Regions from separate parts of the Sus scrofa genome. Here all the other regions are linked to region 3. A link is a contact called in public HiChIP or PLAC-seq and promoter capture Hi-C data. All regions are on one chromosome and are shown on one strand. The core of a region is the stretch at or near the end of the contact, and the rest is flanking DNA. Distances in the headings are between cores, read along the strand shown.

Region 1 (2,700 bases), core at 137-2,636, 650 kb before region 3:
CAATGTTACTAGGGTGTGAGATGTGCCACAGGAGAGGAACCTGCAAAGGAACTTCGGACAAAGGAGTCCCAGTGCTCCAGCCCAAATCAAGTCCCAATTTCTGAACATGGCAAAATTCTTCACACACTTATCTCTATTACTGCCTTTCAGCTTCATTTACCACTATTTTCGTCCAAGCTGGGGACACAGTCATGTGTGTGAATCTGAACATACCATTAGTCTTGGGATACAGTTACCTTCTCAGAGATAACTCTGCTTGACACACCTGCCTTGACCCCTGTGCTACCATGCCGGTCCTTTGTCTATTTCTCTAGGTTGGGGGAAGGGGAGGTCCTTAAGGTAGGGCCCTAAACGTAGGGCCAAGAGCATAGATACCCAGTTAGTGAGGTGCAGGCAGGCTTTGTCCAGTCAAATGACTTCAAGCCTTAGACCCTCTGCTTCCCTAGTGTCTAGGTGAATAATTCCTACTCCATGAAAGTAATAAGTACTGTGGTTAGTTTTTGGCACATAGTAGCTGATCAAAAACGTTTGCTGAATTGAATGGTATTAATGTTAAAGTCTCAGGCCAGAGTTTGGACTTTATGAAGGTCCTGGCTGTGAGCTGGAGCTTGGCGGGGTTAATGATCAACTTTAGCAGTTTTTTTGTGGCTAAGAATGTTAAATATACACCTTGTTCTTTGCCTTGAAGAGCTGCCTCTTAGCTGGAAAAACAGATGGACAAGCTCCCAACAGTTCAGTTCTAAATCCCTAGGGAAGTGGTTCTCAAACTGGAGCAAGCATTAAAATCACCTAGAGGCCATGTGATGAAACAGATCGCTGGCCGCACTTCTAGAATTTGACTTATTAGGTCTGGGATTGAGTCTGAGAATTTGGAAGTTTGCATTTCCCATCGTGCTTTTTCCAGTGATCCTTAAGCCATGTGCTCAGTAAGTATTATGTAAAATATCTGTGTTTGAAATCTGGTTCAACCACATCTTTAGTCCTGGCTGGATTAAATCATTCTATCTCTTTGTGCTCCATTTGTCTCAGCTGCGAAATCAGGACAATAAGCTAATACAGGTAAATGCTTAAAGCAACACTTGGTATTCAACAAATGATTAACTCTATTCATTTTCTGGAGGCGGTGGGATAACAAAACCAGGGGTCTAGGTAGCCAGAGAAAAGCAAGGGCAAAGTCTCTTTTCTGCCCAGCCTTGCGGTTGACCAGGCCCGCGCTTCTGACGATGACACACCCTAGCGCAGTCTCAGGACCCACGCTCTTTGGCCTCCAGCCTTTTTCCAAATTGCGCTCCGCAGTCCAGCCCACAGGCTACTTACTTCCCGCCGATGCTGCGCAGGCGCAAATGCCGCAGCGCCCACACTTGACGCACATGCGCCGGTCCAGCAGAAATGGCGGCGGCAGTGCGCGTGACGGCGGCCCGAGCCAGGCTCCGCGTTGTAGTGAGAAGTCTCCACGCCGGGGTGCGCAGTCTGTGCACCCAGCCTGTCTCAGTTAACGAGCGCATCGAGAACAAGCGTCAGGCCGCACTGCTGGGAGGAGGCCAGCGCCGCATTGATTCGCAGCATAAGCGAGTAAGTCCCGAGGGGGCCCGAGCCAGCCCGCCCCGACATTCGCGACCAATCACAGTGTCCGCGGCTGGGCCTCCCAGCCAATCCACGTGGTGCCGCGAGGGGCGGGGCGGGGCCGAGGATGTTAATTTTGCGAACCTTTTGGCTTTTAGCTGAGACACGTAAAACCAGGACAAGCATTGCTGTTCTTCGTCACTTTCTGCTTTCCCTTTGGAATTTTAGGTGGGCCTGGCTGGGCTCCACCTGTGAACTTTTGGAAAATTTACTCCCTAGAAGTCAATTTATACTAAATAGAAAACAATAGTAATTCTTCCCTCGCAATCTCACTAGAATAAGAGTGAAGCAATGATAGGCCCTTAATTAAAAAAAAAAAAACACCTTGTTCTTCTCATGCCCCATGGAAGAGTGGTGGTAGGTTCTTGCTCCATTATGGAAGCAGGAAAATCGAGGCATTTGACAGGGAAGTTATATGGGCAAACTCACGTTCACCTGGGGTGGCCGTGTGGTGTGCGCAGAGAACTTGGGGAAACTATGTCCTCGGAAGGCCAGCTGAATGCCTTTAGGGTCTCAGCATGCATCAAGCTGCCTGTGGAGTAGGAGAGGCGTGTTGCTGAAGCATGTTTTTTTTGGGGGGGGGGATGTTGCTCAGGTTGCTCTCTGGGTTTGGCTGGAGTGAGCAGCTGAGGCACTGCCGCCCACTGTCTGTGTTTCGTTTTTTTGCTTTTTAGGGCGGCACCCAGGGTAGGGTGGAAGTTCCCAGGGTAGGGCTAGAATCAGAGCTACAGCTGCCGACCGAGGGCGTGGCAACTCTGGATCTCAGCCCTCTGCGATCTACACCATAGCTCTTGGCAACACCGGTTCCCCTACCCACTGAGCGAGGCCAGGGTTCGAACTGGCATTCCTATAGGAGTTTCCACTTGCACCACTGGAACTCCTAACCGCCCATATGTTAAGTCGAGATATGCTTCGTAGGCCATTTAGTAGCAGAAGAAACTGAGGCCCAGATGGGTGACCTGGCACTTGAAATGAGGCTCACTCAATGCATCCTAGACACATATGAGTATGGATCGATGTGCTAGATGAGTTAAATAACCAACCTGGCGGCGGGAAAGTGAAATTCCTAGAGGTGAA
Region 2 (2,700 bases), core at 27-2,526, 680 kb before region 3:
CTACAATTCGGAGGAAATCAGAGCAGAAGCACTGGCCAAAGTAGTAACCAAAATCCGTACAAGTTTGTGGAGTTGAAGCAATCCTCCCACACATGGGGGCCTTGGCGCCCCTCCTCCGTCCCTGAGACTTGCAGATCGAAAAAGAAAAAAAAAGCGAAAAACGAGCCTTCGAGTTTGTCCCGGGCAGCCGCGGTACGTAGAATGCGGCGGTTTGGGCGCTCGGGCCGGGACTCGGCGCTCAGTCTAGCCCCGCGGCTCGGCGGGCGGCCTGAGCTCGAGCGACATCTCGGAACGCGGAGGCACCTCCTTCTAGTCGAGTTGGGCGGGCGCGGGAGCAGGCCCCGGCCCGGGCCGAGGGGCGGGCACGCTTCTCACGGGCTGCTGGGCCCTTTACTCCATCACAACGGCCGGCGCGGAGGCAGCGGCGACGGCAAGGACGGCACAGGCGACGGCTTCTTCGATCTAGTGCACCGGGCCGCCGCGGCGGCCCACGTTGCTGCTGCGGCTGGCTGAGGCCACCGCCGCTCTCTCCATATCGGACGCGGGGACCGGACTGCGCCTGGCTCTCCGCCTCGGCGGTTACAGCCCGGCTGTTCCCTGAGGTGGCGAAGCGGGCAGGAGAGGCCCCCGCCCGACAGGGGAGGGCCGGGAGGAAGTGCGCGGGCCGCCTGCGGCGGGAGGGGGCGGGGAGCAGGCCCAGCCGGGCCGCTGCGGCGCCCCTCGCTCCTTAGTCGCTCACTCCGAGGTCACCAGGCGCAAGCGCCGCCCCCTCACTGCCCGGCCATCTTCTCCCCGCCGCACACACGGACGCTTCCTCCGCCAAGCACCACAGCCGCCGCCGCCGCCGCCCACGGTGCCCGCCCGGCCGCGGCCGAGGAGAGCGCTCACAGCGCCAGGCCCCGCCGCCGCCGCCCAGCGCACACAGCAAGGCCCCGCCGCAGGCCCCTCCCCCCGTGCCTCGCCGGCCTCACCCCGACTCCACGCGCCAGTCTAACTCGGTAGGGCCCGGGTTGCTGCGGCCTTAATGGATCCCGCGGGCTGTGCGGTGCCTCAGGCCCTACCGGCGACGACGACCGTTACCCCAACGGGCAAAGCCACTGTCATCCCCGAGACTCCCCCGCCGCCGTCGTCGCTAGCGCCCGCACGCATGCGCAGACCACACTCTCACCCCTCCCCCGCCCTTTCCTTTCCCTTCGCTTCCCTTTTCCCCTGCTTCTCCTCTAAGAGCCCCCTCCACACCCTCCTAGAGCTACCGGCTCGCTGGGCGCATGCGCACTCCACTACCCAGCTCCACCGCCCTTCGCCCTTACGCGTGCGCTTTGACCGCCCACCCAGAAAACCGGATAAACACATCAGTCCGCTCAGGCCAGCCCCTCCCCGCCGCCAACCCACCCTGAGCTCACTGCGCATGTCTGGCTCTCCACTTACGGCTGGCAGTACAGAGCATGCTCTCCACGAGCTGCCTGCGCTCTCCGCCCCTCCCCCATGCGCTCTCAAATTCCCTCTTAAGCATGTGGGCTGTGGCGAAACATTCGTTAGTTGACCCATCCTTCCCCACTGTGGGCTGCAGGCTTCCCGCACTACACTGCTTCCACGGTGTCCGCCAACGCAGAGGCCCGGCTGGATCATGCCATGTGGCGCTCCGCCCTGACCCAACGCGGCCTCTCCTCGCCCCGGCTGACCGCGCTGTGAGGAGAAAGCCCCGCACCGCCCCAAGCCCCGCCCTCGCGGCCTTTCTCCTGGAACCACGCTTCCCGACTGCCGAAAGGGCGCTGCAGCTCGCCCACACTCGCCCGGCCCAGGAGGGAGGCGGCGGTTGACGTGGCTGTGCGCCCAGAGGGCGCTTGGGCGGCGTTGGCCGGGTTGGGGCCGCGGCCCGGGTCGACGGCAGCCTGAGGCCTCTAAGGCCCAGACAGGCGGTCTGAAGTGACGGGGCGCAGACCCACCTCCTTCGCCTGCCGGTCAGTAGCGGGCTCTTTCCGCGGCCTCTGAGCCTTGGAGCCAGACGGACGCGGGCGGTCCAATTTAAAAAGAAAACGAACCTCTGTTTTAGCTCCTTTAACATAGCTGGGCCCTCTCTGTGAAGAGATTTCTTGAAGAACCATGGTGCTGCTTTAGAACCCAAATTCTTGAACGTATTATCTGTTTTAAACAAGCTTTGGCTCATGTTTTTGCAGGAGACCAAGGACACTGAGAAATTAATAAACAAAAGCCTAACTTAACGCCTGATTACCCTCCCCTCCAAAAGAACAAACCCTTCTTTAAAAATAGAAACAGCGTAGGAACCATTATCTCTGGATCCACCAGAACTCTTCAACATAGCATTTCTTGGACGTAGTAAATGCTCTATGCCTGTTGGCAAAGCGAGGTTTACGACGTGCGCAAATCTTTTGTGGCACAAATACATGTTAGTTTTTGAGGCTTGCCACTTAAAAATGCAGTTAAGGTATAAGAGAACCAACCTGTATAACCTTCGACAGATAATTTGAGAGCAGGTTTATTTTCTTTACAAGTCTTAGCATATTATCAGGATGTCGGTATTAAGCAAAAATAAATCTATTTTCCTAATTTCGTAAAGTAGAAATTAAAGTTGTGTGAAATATATTTGGTTGTCTTGTATCTAAAAAATGACAGTCTATAAAACGCACTCTTTTTTTTAAAGCTTCATCTTGCTTTTTTTAAGTAAACGATCTTTGCAAA
Region 3 (2,700 bases), core at 70-2,569:
CAAAGTTAGTTTTTGGCAAGAGCTCTCTTCCTGGCGTGCACATGGCTGCCTTCTCAGTGTGTCTTCTAGTTGTGAAGACAGAGAGCAAGCTACAGGGCTTGCTGTATCTTACAAGGGCACATCCTATAGGATTAGGGCCTCACTCTTACCACCTCAGTTGACCTTAGTTACCTCCTAAAGGTCCTAGGAGGCCTTTCTAGAATACATTTAGAATGTACTTTTAAATACATTCACATTGGGGGATAGGGCTTCAACATGAATTTTGGTAGGGAACACAATTCAGTCCATGATAAAATATGCAAAGGTATTTAGACCCTTTGAATAATCCAAAATTCACTTACATTATTCACTTTAGATGCTAGTTATGGGATATAGATGTAGAGTTGTTGCTGCCTGGAGTTCAGTGTGGTCTACTTGCTCTAGCCAACTTGAGGCCAGGAAGGGCTGGACCATAGGTGTTTTGTGCTTGACCTTGTGATCCTATATATAGCAAGTGAACCACACACCTCTATCAGCACGCAAACAATTTTGAAGTTAAATATAGAAAAGCAGAAACTCTTGGAATTTAGGGCCAGGATTAAAAATGGGATTGGAAGATGTATTAATGCCTAAACAATATTTACTGACGATCTAGCATGTGCTTGGCACTGGGGAAAAACTGTATACTGACATGGCTCCTGATTTAACTGAATGTACAGTGTCGGTAGGGAGACGGACTGACTCTTTCAACAGCTTAGGTGGGGACAATATCTGTGCACCTTGGCAGTCTTCCCTAAGGGGGCAACACCTAAGCAGAGCTACAGAGATGGCAGGGAATGGAGGGTGGCTGCAGTGCTGGCGTCGCGGGAGAACCAACTTACTGATGGCCGGTGACTGGGGCTGGGCCGCTAAGAATGGGCAGACCTGGCACCAAAGATCACTGCTCTCCTCACAGCAAGGCTTCTGCAGCCAAGACGGGAAGCTACCCACGCACCAGGACCCTTCGAAGGCCTTCAGACTCAGCTTATTTCTGTTTGCTGCTCAATTTAAGCATATGTCTGACATTTTCCTCTCAGGTCCCCATTTCCAGGTCTTTATGTTTGTTTTGCTTTTTAAGTTCCCCGCCCTTAAAAACCTTTTGCTGGCAAGACCTTCTTCAGATGCGGAAACCAGGAGGAAGCGTCCAGAATAGCAAGGGCTGACCTCGGGAAGCCGTCATTTCTGTTGTGGGTTCTCTCCTGTGGCGCTGAGAAAGTCCAAAGTAATCAGCTAGAGAGACAAAAGCTACAAGAATCAGATGCAGGCCCGGCGTTCCTCGCCCGCTCGCTCAAAGCTGTCTGCGGAGCCTTCTCAGCTCACTCCACACCCAGCACAACGCTTGATTGACAGAGGGGCCCGCCCACTCGTGGCGCAGCGCAGATCGCTCTCGCGTCAGTGATAGGAGGGAACGGAGCGGCTGAGCCTATTAGATGGGGCAGGGAGGGGGTTTCCTGCCCGCGCGGATCCGCCCGCGGCCTCGCAGCCAGTCCGCACAGCAGCCCCGCCCACTCGCCGCGCGCCCCGCCCCTCTCCCCAGAGCTACGCGGCGGCAGAGCGGAGGCCTCGTGCCCTAACGGCCATCGCGGTGGCCGCGGTGGCATCCCGGTGCCCTCCTCAGGTGAGCTGGGGCCGCCTGGGCTCGGCAAGAGGGGAGGTGAGACGGTCCTGCCGGCAGGCAGACGCACGGACAGCTTTTCCTTGCTTCCAGAGTCTTCACAGCCTGTTACTTGCCGCGGCACTTCCTCTTCCCCGGCGAAGTTAGCCCCCGGGGGCGCCGTCTGCCGGCCCCGAGTTGAGCCGGAGGGGGCGGGGAGGCCGCTCGTCCCGGCCTAGGCATTTGCCTGGCTGCTGCGCGCGACCCTCTGGCCACTGCCCTGGGCGGCGCGGCCCCGCGGCCTCCCTCTCCATCCTTTGGGAGTCCGGTCGTGTTGAGCGCAGCGGCCTGCGGCCCCGTGAGGCTGGGAGGTCGAATGTGTGGCGCGTGTCCCCCACCCCGTTTCTTTTCCTAACCAAAAGTCGTGTTGGCTGTTGTGGCGCAGTCCGAGGCCGCGAAGGTAGGGACGTGGTAGACGAGGACAGGGGCGTGCACACCCCCAGCTTGAGAGTGGGGGTAAGGAGCGTTTCCCTGTGTTGGGGGTGGACATCCTGGTGATGCGCCATACGCCCCCTCCAGTCCCCCCCTCCTTTCCCTTCTACTGGAAAAATACGGGTTATTTTAATCTTGTGGATTTGCGGTAGATTAGTACGAGAGTTGATTGAACTATGAGCTTTTGACTATATTGTGTTCTAATATATCCAGTAAAAAGAATGTATCTCGATAGTTGGTTTTGTAACCTTTCTTATCTGTGTCCATAAAAGTTAAATTAGCCGTCAGAAACTCGGGAAGCTGGATTTTGTTCGGGTCTGAGAACCCTAACATTATGTGCGCTCAGTTAATGTCTAACTAAGGAATTAGTTACCTAAAAATAATTCTGGCCGTTGGATTTGGTAAGAAACCATGAGAGTTAGGAAAGAAGGTAAGGAGAAATTTCTAATCCTGTATTGGGTGGTGAGCAAATAAGCTGAATATCCGGACAAAACTGGTAAGTGTTGCAAGAGGTATTCACTTTTTAAAATCTTAACTTCGGCAGATTTATGAAAGACAATTTGTACAATTTATTAAGCACTTGGAAAGCACTGTAC

The links. Promoter capture Hi-C pulls out the DNA fragments that hold promoters and counts their contacts. HiChIP or PLAC-seq counts read pairs in DNA pulled down with a chosen protein or histone mark.
Region 1: an H3K27ac HiChIP or PLAC-seq map of alveolar macrophages shows a contact between it and region 3. The contact joins the promoter of PCCB here to the promoter of STAG1 in region 3. A contact is called at or near these places in 2 of 5 promoter capture datasets (fetal liver and liver) and 1 of 2 datasets of contacts at active chromatin or transcription factors (alveolar macrophages).
Region 2: a promoter capture Hi-C map of fetal liver shows a contact between it and region 3, with 7 times the contacts expected there. The contact joins the promoter of MSL2 here to the promoter of STAG1 in region 3. A contact is called at or near these places in 1 of 5 promoter capture datasets (fetal liver), 4 of 47 Hi-C or Micro-C datasets (embryonic fibroblasts, fetal heart ventricle, liver and 1 more) and 2 of 2 datasets of contacts at active chromatin or transcription factors (alveolar macrophages and skeletal muscle).

Annotation. Positions count from the first base shown.
Region 1 is chr13:77,216,095-77,218,794 of Sscrofa11.1, forward strand. It overlaps PCCB (propionyl-CoA carboxylase beta subunit), which reads left to right and starts at 1,387. Exons shown (of 15, transcript NM_213901.1): 1 at 1,387-1,572. The coding sequence starts at 1,390.
Region 2 is chr13:77,180,134-77,182,833 of Sscrofa11.1, forward strand. MSL2 (E3 ubiquitin-protein ligase MSL2) reads right to left here and starts at 1,277. Exons shown (of 2, transcript XM_001927762.7): 1 at 1-1,277.
Region 3 is chr13:77,862,178-77,864,877 of Sscrofa11.1, forward strand. It overlaps STAG1 (cohesin subunit SA-1), which reads right to left and starts at 1,320. Exons shown (of 38, transcript XM_021071121.1): 1 at 861-1,320. It also overlaps a transcript of NCK1 not described here.